Linked DNA regions of Sus scrofa: region 2 is linked to region 1. The links are chromatin contacts, called in public Hi-C maps. All regions are on one chromosome and are shown on one strand. Each heading gives the region's core, a stretch centred on a gene start, on an enhancer-like site or on the middle of the called end of the contact. The rest is flanking DNA. Distances are from core to core; before and after follow the strand shown. Region 1 holds the start of LOC100515824 (insulin receptor substrate 1-like). Region 2 holds the start of EPHB4 (ephrin type-B receptor 4).

Region 1 (3,785 bases), core at 281-2,780:
TCTCCCATGGGCACGTAGTCTCTCCTGGCTCCCATGGTTATGTAGCCCCCGCCCCGCCCCAACCCCTCAGGCTGTGAGGCCGCTGCCCCCAGCATCGCCAGCGTCTTAGGGGTTGCTTGCTCGCTCCTCTCACTAGGGCACCCCAGACGGTTCAGGCTGCCTGACTGAGCCGCAGAGGCTGGGGTCTCAGAGGGTCTGGGGGCCCTCGTCGGGGGCTTTCTTGGCAGTGGCTCAGTCCTGCCACTAGCACCAGTGTCCCCGATTCGCTTCATGGCGGCCAGGACAGTCTCGTGAATGCTTTGGGCCATCACAGCATCGGGCGCCTGTAGCCACAGCTCCCCGGGACCTGTGGGTGCTGAGCGCCCGAGCTCCAGGAAGAAGAAAGAGTCTGCGTGACCACAGCGGCGCACGCTGAGCAGGGACAGGCGCAGGGCTGGGGGCGGAGGTGCCTGGGTGGCCCTGGAGCTTCTGCCCCTGGGCTTCCGCAGCAGGCTCAGTACCCCGGAACCCAGGCACAAGCAGTAGCCGCCGCTGCCCAGGCCTCGTGTCTGCCCCAGCCCCTTGGGCCGCAGCGTCACGGGCCAGATGTCCTGAAACGGAGCGAGCATCCAGGCCTCGGGGTCCTCGTGGGAGCTGGGCCCTGGAGAGACAACAGGCGGGTCACAGAGCTTCTGGGCCGGGAGCTTGGAGTCAGTGTGCCCCGGGGACTGACAACGCGTAAACGCTTCATTTTGGATTGGATTTCGGAGACCTGGGGGAGGGACAGCCTACGGATAAGCCAAATCCACGATCACCCCCCCCACCCTCCCACCCTGGGCTTGGGCCTCACCGGCGGCGGCGCGCGCCTCAAGCAGGGCGCTGTACCACGCCTGCTGCTCCGCCTCGCTGGCCGCCGCCACGCCCAGGCTGCGGTCGGCGGTGAAGAGGAAGATCAGGTGGCGCTGGCGCGCGTCCACGCGCTTGCTGATGGTGCACGCGCCCGTCAGGCTCACGCTGAGCTTGGGAGCCGCTCGGCCGGCGTGGAACTTCTTCTCGCTCTCGTAACACTCGAGGCGCGGCGGGTCCGCGCGGAGCACGAAGAAGCGGCGGTGCTGGGACTTGTGCTTCCGAAGGTGGCCGCAGAGCCGCACGTCAGCCGGGCAGGCCCAGGGCGACAGCGGACCCAGGGCCACGTCGGCCGACTCAGACTCCGGGGCCGTCGTGGGGCTGCCGCCGCCGCCGCCTCTGGGCTTCATCCTGGGCCAAAGGCGACCAAGTGGCCGGAGCAGGAGCGGAGACGGCTGGGAAGAGGCTCGCCGAGGTGGGGTTCTAGAGGTAGCGGTCCCGGGGGAGGGGGCAGCGTCCTGACAGGCTGCCACTGCCTTAATGCCCGGCGTCTCTCTCCCCCGCTCCCGACTTGAAGTTTGGGGCAGGGGGTCTGCAGTGGCCCCTCGCTGCGCGCAGCGTGTGACCCAGTGACTGCTCGACGGCCTGAGACACCCGAGGCTCCGCCGGGCTCGGAGCCTCAACCCAGTGGCCTCCCGCCGCCTCCTCTCCCCTCCCTCCCAACGCCGACTGCGCCCAAGTCCCCACCCCCGCGAGGTTAACCCTCACGCGCCCCGGAGCTGGACTCCGCGCGGTGGGCGTGGAGTTTGAGTTGCCGAGTGCGGGAGAGGCGGCCTCGGCCTGGGCTGGTGCCGGGGCGGGGAGGTGTTGGGGGCGTCTCTTCTGACCCGACCTGAGCGCGGAGAAAGCTGTGAGGTGAAGAGAGTGTGCGTGGAGCTACGTCCGTGGTGACCGCTGGCGGCCTCGTCCGCAGTCCTGGAGGTAAGGGGGCTGCTAAGCCGGCTGCCTTTACAGCGGGACCCCCTTCCGGCTCTAGGCCGCCAGCACCCGTGTCCCCTGCCTCCCCGGTCCCGCTCAGAATGGTTCTGTTCTCTTCCTTTCCAAGTAATCCTAGGAGCCAGGGCCGCCGAGCACTGGGCTAAGTTGACCTCGGTGGAGCTGGAGGTTCAGGTTCTCTGCAGGGTTGGGGTGACAGGAGGTGTCTTCATGGGGGTACCCTTTGCCCCCTTGCATCCCAAGAAGTTTGAAATGGGGTTGGGATTCAGGCACTTTTACATCCATTTCTTTTTTCCCCTTTTTCAGCCACACCTGCCACCTATGAAGGTTCCTGGGACAGGAATCAAATCCGAGCCTCAGCTGCGACCCGTGCCATAGCAGGAACGCCCTACACCCGCCTCTGATCCTTCCAAGGACCACCTGCTGACGGCGGGGGCCATGGCGCTGGTCAGTGTACACTCTGCAAGACAAACCACGGGTTGACAGGTGGGCCTTAGAGGACCTTATGATATCCCTGTCCTGGCAAGCAGGATACCTGAAGGGCCCTGGGGGAGCTGAGGGTTGGGGAGGGGAAGGGGGCAGCTGTGGCCCCAGTTAAAGATGGTATTTGGGGGAGGAGTGCCTTCAGGTGAGGAAGGAGCTGTAACAGGAGTACTGAAGCAAGGCCATCTGGTTCGTTTTCATAGACTAGTTCAAGGGTCAGGAAAGCCCAAGCAGGGCTGGCGGGGCTTCCCACCCAGGCCTTGGAGGAAGGAGCTGGGATACCAGAGGAGCCAATGGTTTAGTGGACAGGGAGGCTGGCATCCTCGAACATCCTTTACAGGTCATGTTGCAAGCATGATGCAGGGCACTGCCTGGCATTGTGAGGATGGGCATCTGGCCAGCAGGCAGGTGGTACCCAGTGCCTACTCCAGGTGCCTCTCAGGTCAGCCAGCGCCTCTCTAAGGTGCGGGAGAGGTGCTGGCAGCTCACGTGGTACATGGGGGGGCCTGTGGCAGCCTCCACCATCAATAGGTGTTGGCCAGGGAGAGGCAGATATGTCATAGATCCTTAAGCTGACACCAGGACATAAGTATGTCCCCGGCCATCGCCTCCAGTGTAGCCTTGACATATGCACCATGTGCGAAGTGGCAGGAACACAAAAGACATCTGCTGGCCCCTCCCTTTCCTAGTCTTGGTGCTGCCCTAAGGAGCAGGGCACCCATGGAGCCCACGTGCCTGCTGTGCTCCTGGCTGGAGCCTTCCTCCCCAGGCTTGATTTGAAGCTACCCACAGGAGGGCTCTTCACAGCCACTCCTTCCTGCTCCCATCATCCAGTCCCCCTTGCAGCAGTCCAGTGCTTGTGAAATCACAGCCACTGTCACAGAGACCAGCCTAGACCGCCTCGCGTCTTTGACTCTCTAAGTGCTGGGTACATATAAAGCAGGAAGCAGCAGGGATCCCAGTGCCTGGGTCCTGGGCGGGTGGTCGAGTGGGTTGGTAATCAGTGCCAGGTGATTTAGCTTGCTGGGTACCAGGAAGAGCCTGGAGCCCAACAACTGACCTCATCAGTTGCCCTGGCAACAGTATTGCCCTTGGCTCTACCCAGACAAGATTTATTTTAGCCTGTTGCCCTGGTAACTAGGGTTGCTCCCTAGGGACAGGAAGTTGCAGAACCTCAGCTCTGCTGGGTGAGAGCACCTCCCCCAACCTGAGGGGCTCCACCTGCGTGTCCCTGCCGGGCGCAGGTGCAGCGCGCCCTTGGGGCGAGATCTCCGCATTCCAAGTGCCTGCGGGAGACTTGTTACCAAAGAGGCACCTACAGGGAGGAGACTGGGGCACTAAGGCCAGGATCTTCTCCTGTGGCCCTCTCTCCTCCATCCCAAGTTGTCACTCCTCTGTGGAGGGGGACTCAGGGACAGTGCCATCCCCTTCTTCATCCCCCCTCTCCCCCCCCCCCCCCCCGCCGCATGGCTACCAGGTTC
Region 2 (3,572 bases), core at 212-2,711, 200 kb before region 1:
GGTTTCTCTTCCATTCAGGCCATGTACCCCCCACCCTGTAAGGTATGGGTGAAGCGCATTCCCCATCAAAAGAGACAGTTCCAGGGATAACCCAGAGAAGCTGAAAACGAAGGGAGACTGGGCTCGGCTCGGGAGGGGAGGAGGGAATTCCCAGCCCTGACCTGGTCTGCCTGGCTCCAGCCAAGCCGGCTGTTTCCTGCCCTCCGTGACCCCCCACCCCGGAGCAGGACCCAGGCAGGGCTATGAGGAAGGGCAGGGGTGTGGGGAGCACTACTTGCGGCAGCAAGATAAGTGCGCTGGGACAAGAGGTCATTGCAGGCCTGGCCGTTCTCTGTGGATTAGAGGGGCTTGGCAGCCCCCCAGATATCAGGGACTCCTCTTTCCCTCTCTCTAGGCGCCTCAGCTCCTCTAGTCTCGGTCCGCTTAAATACCTTCGGAGTCTAAGCTCTTTCCTTCCAGCTTTTCCACTGACGGACTTTTTGCAGCACCATCTCCCACGCTATAGGTGCTCCAAGGTACAAAGGGGTAGGTGGGAGGAGCGCTGCTTTCCTGGACCCTCCCCTCTAACTGATGAGATGGGGGGCGGGAGGGTGACGGGGAGGAAGGGCCCTCCCAGCCAGGCCTAGGGCCCTCAGGAGCCAGACAGGAAACAGCCTCAGGAAAGACAGACAGCAGCAGCCCCGGCCGAACCTCAGGGGTCAGGGCTGCGGGTGTCCCGGAGCCCTCCGAAACGCGGCAGTGAGTGAGGACCATGATTTGGGAATCCATCCCGACCACTCACTCTGTCGGACCCAACTACCTTTTATTTTCCGATGCTGCCTCGGCTTTTCATACCCCTCCCCATCGCAACCCAGGTGCCCTTCTTCCTCCGCACGCTTTTCAGCACTAGGTTGCGAGTACAGCAGATCCCCAATACTTAATGTTTGTTGAATGATTCTGTGAACTTCGCTCTAGGGTTATCTAAGCTGAGATCACTGCCTTGGGCAGTGGGCCACCCTTCACCCTCAAAAGCTTCCCCCTAAACCGGTCCCCCAGCGCCAACGAGAGAGCGGTGGGCGCATCTAGAAGATTCCAAAATCAGTAGGAAGATCGGATGGGGCTTCGAGTGTGGGGACCTCCATGCTGCTGGGTGTGTTTCTCCGCTCCCCGGTGTCTGCCAGGCTCAGATCTGCCCCGGGGGTCGCCGGGCTCCCGCCCGGACACGCGCGGTCTGGGCCAGGGCGCACGGCCGCGATGCAGGTCTGGGCGGTCCCCGGGCTCCGCGCCCGCCGCCCCTCCCCCTGCTCCAAACTTTCTCCCAACTTCCCGACCTGCTCCGCTCAGCGCCCCGCTCTGCTTCCCTCATGAATTATTCAGCAGCGCCCGCTCCAATCAGCGCGCCCCGGCCCCCTCGCCGAGCCCGGGCTTTCGGGGGGGGGGTTCCCCCGCCCCCCAAGCGCCCCTCCCTCCCCAGCCAGGCGCCGCCCGGCCGAGTCCCAGCCCGGCCCAGCCCCAGCCCGCCCGGCCCCGCGCTGCAGTCTCCCTCCCTCCCGCTCCCGGCCCTGCCCCGACTCCCACCCTCCCAGCCGGCGCGGAGCGTACTCAGCCCGGTCGCGCGAGCAGCACCACTCCAGGGAGTGGGGGGAGACCGCGAACGGCCAGCCCACCCCTAGCCAGCCAGGGCGGGACCCCGAAGCCCCGGGGGGACCTCGACTCCAGCCACGTCTCGCTCTGCTCTCGCCCGACGCAGCCGCTGCCAGGACGCCCCCAGCCCACCGGTCTGCGCGCGCGGCGGGGACGCAGGGCCACACCTGGGCGCCAACACCCGGTGCCCGGTGCGGCCACATGGGCCCGCGCTGAGGGCCCCGACCGAGTCCCGCGCGGGTAGTCGGCGTCCACCCGCTCAGGGAGGGGTTCAGACCTGGGGGGGCTAGCGCCCCCCAAACTCGGATCGGATCCAACCGGAGAGAGGCGGCGCCATGGAGCTCCGGGCTCTGCTTTGCTGGGCTTCGCTTGCAGCCGCTTTAGAAGGTGAGTTTTCCTGGGGGCGCCCCGCCACTTCGGGGGTCCCCGAAGATAGGCCTCGGAGTGTAGGGGCCGACCTCTGTCTTCCCCTAACCCGACACCCCAACCCTGAACACTCCAGACCAATAGTGCTGGCTCGGGAGGGGGGCGGGGAGGAGGCGGCCCAGCGGGGAGTGGAGTTTTCTTTTGTTTGGGAAAGCGATGGAGTCGAGCTCCGTCCCGGGACGCGGACCTGCCCCGGTCCCGGCTCCTCAAGCTCTTACTCTGGCCTCCAAACACCCTGCCAGCCTTTCCTTTTCTCCGTACAACGATCTTCAAAACTCTTTCCAAAATTTCTGTCCCTCTTCCCACCTCCGCCAAACATGAGGAAACGTTCCTGGAGGCACCACGGCAGACAAGGCAGAACTTTGTGCTCGGCCGTAAAACTACCGCGGCCCCCATTCCTCAGCCTTCACACCTTGATCCTACACTTCCACACACCTCGGGCCGGACGGCCCCCTTCTGCACTCACTCCAAACTTGCGAATCCCTCCCAAAGCCACAGCCCCTGCTGCAGGAAGGCCCCCTCCCTGGTTTCTCCAGGCTGCACCCCAGCCCTTTAAATGCTGTCTAGACCCCAGCCCTGTTCCAGACCCACCAGAGTCCTTTCCTCTAACCCTATTGGCTGGTAAAAACTGACCTACACGACCCTCTTGTCACCAGAACTCAGCCTAACTATCACCTCCTAGTCTCTTTACATTTCTATTTTTTCTGCATTTCCCCCCCCCCACATGTTACTTTATTCATGAGTCTTTGCCCTCCCCTCAACCCCTAGAAGGGGAGCAGAGAGCCCCATAAACCCTCCTCCCATAGCCCTAATCTCCTTTCAGTGAGCTGCCTCCTTCCCCTCCTTCACTGCCTGGAATCAAAGGGGTCTCTGGGGAGTGGGCCATGGGGCGGGGGCTTCTGAGGAGGAGGAATGAAAAGCAATTAGGAACCCCTCTCCCCCAGGCTGGGCAGCGCTGCTCTGGGCTGGGGATCAAAGGCTGGGTGTGAGGGGAGAGGGGAGACTTGCTGGGCTCAGAGAAAGAAGTGGAAAGAACTGTGGGAGAGAGAGGAGGAGGGAAGGTAAAGCGGGAAGCGAACTGGCCAGGATGGATGGGTGGGTGAGAGAGAGAAAGACGCAAAGAGGATCAGGGAGTCACTTTTAATTCCTATTCCCCGAGTGCTTTCCGAGCCCCGGGCCCGTGCTAAGCGCTTTATGTTTTCATGGTTCCAACAACCCTCTGGGTGGGAGGTATTGTTGCTCCCATTTTACAGATGAGAAGACTGAGACTTTCCATTTATCCACGGCTCTGTGCCCCAGTGAAAGTGACAGATGGGAGACAGAAAACAGAGGAGAGTGACAGTCAGAAAGAGGAATGGAGATGGGCAGAGAGTGAGGTAGAGAGAGAGAGATGTGAGGCCAGAGAAGTGACAGGTCAAAGAGCGGGAGGCGGGCAAGACAGAGAGGATGAGAGAAAGTGAGCGGCCCGGAGCGCCCAGGACAGCCTGAAACAGAGACAGTGTGTAAATTGGAGACAGGAAAAC

The links. Hi-C and Micro-C count contacts between places; a contact is called where the count stands out from the background.
Region 2: a Hi-C map of fetal skeletal muscle shows a contact between it and region 1, with 1.8 times the contacts expected there. The contact joins the promoter of EPHB4 here to the promoter of LOC100515824 in region 1. A contact is called at or near these places in 2 of 47 Hi-C or Micro-C datasets (fetal skeletal muscle and liver) and 1 of 2 datasets of contacts at active chromatin or transcription factors (alveolar macrophages).

What each region holds. Positions count from the first base shown.
Region 1 is chr3:8,492,281-8,496,065 of Sscrofa11.1, reverse strand. LOC100515824 (insulin receptor substrate 1-like) reads right to left here and starts at 1,530. Exons shown (of 2, transcript XM_013995453.2): 1 at 830-1,530; 2 at 1-640. The coding sequence starts at 1,235. LOC106509647 (a long non-coding RNA gene) reads left to right here and starts at 904. Exons shown (of 7, transcript XR_002342293.1): 1 at 904-1,806; 2 at 2,128-2,307; 3 at 3,782-3,785.
Region 2 is chr3:8,687,667-8,691,238 of Sscrofa11.1, reverse strand. EPHB4 (ephrin type-B receptor 4) reads left to right here and starts at 1,461. Exons shown (of 17, transcript XM_003124371.5): 1 at 1,461-2,010. The coding sequence starts at 1,959.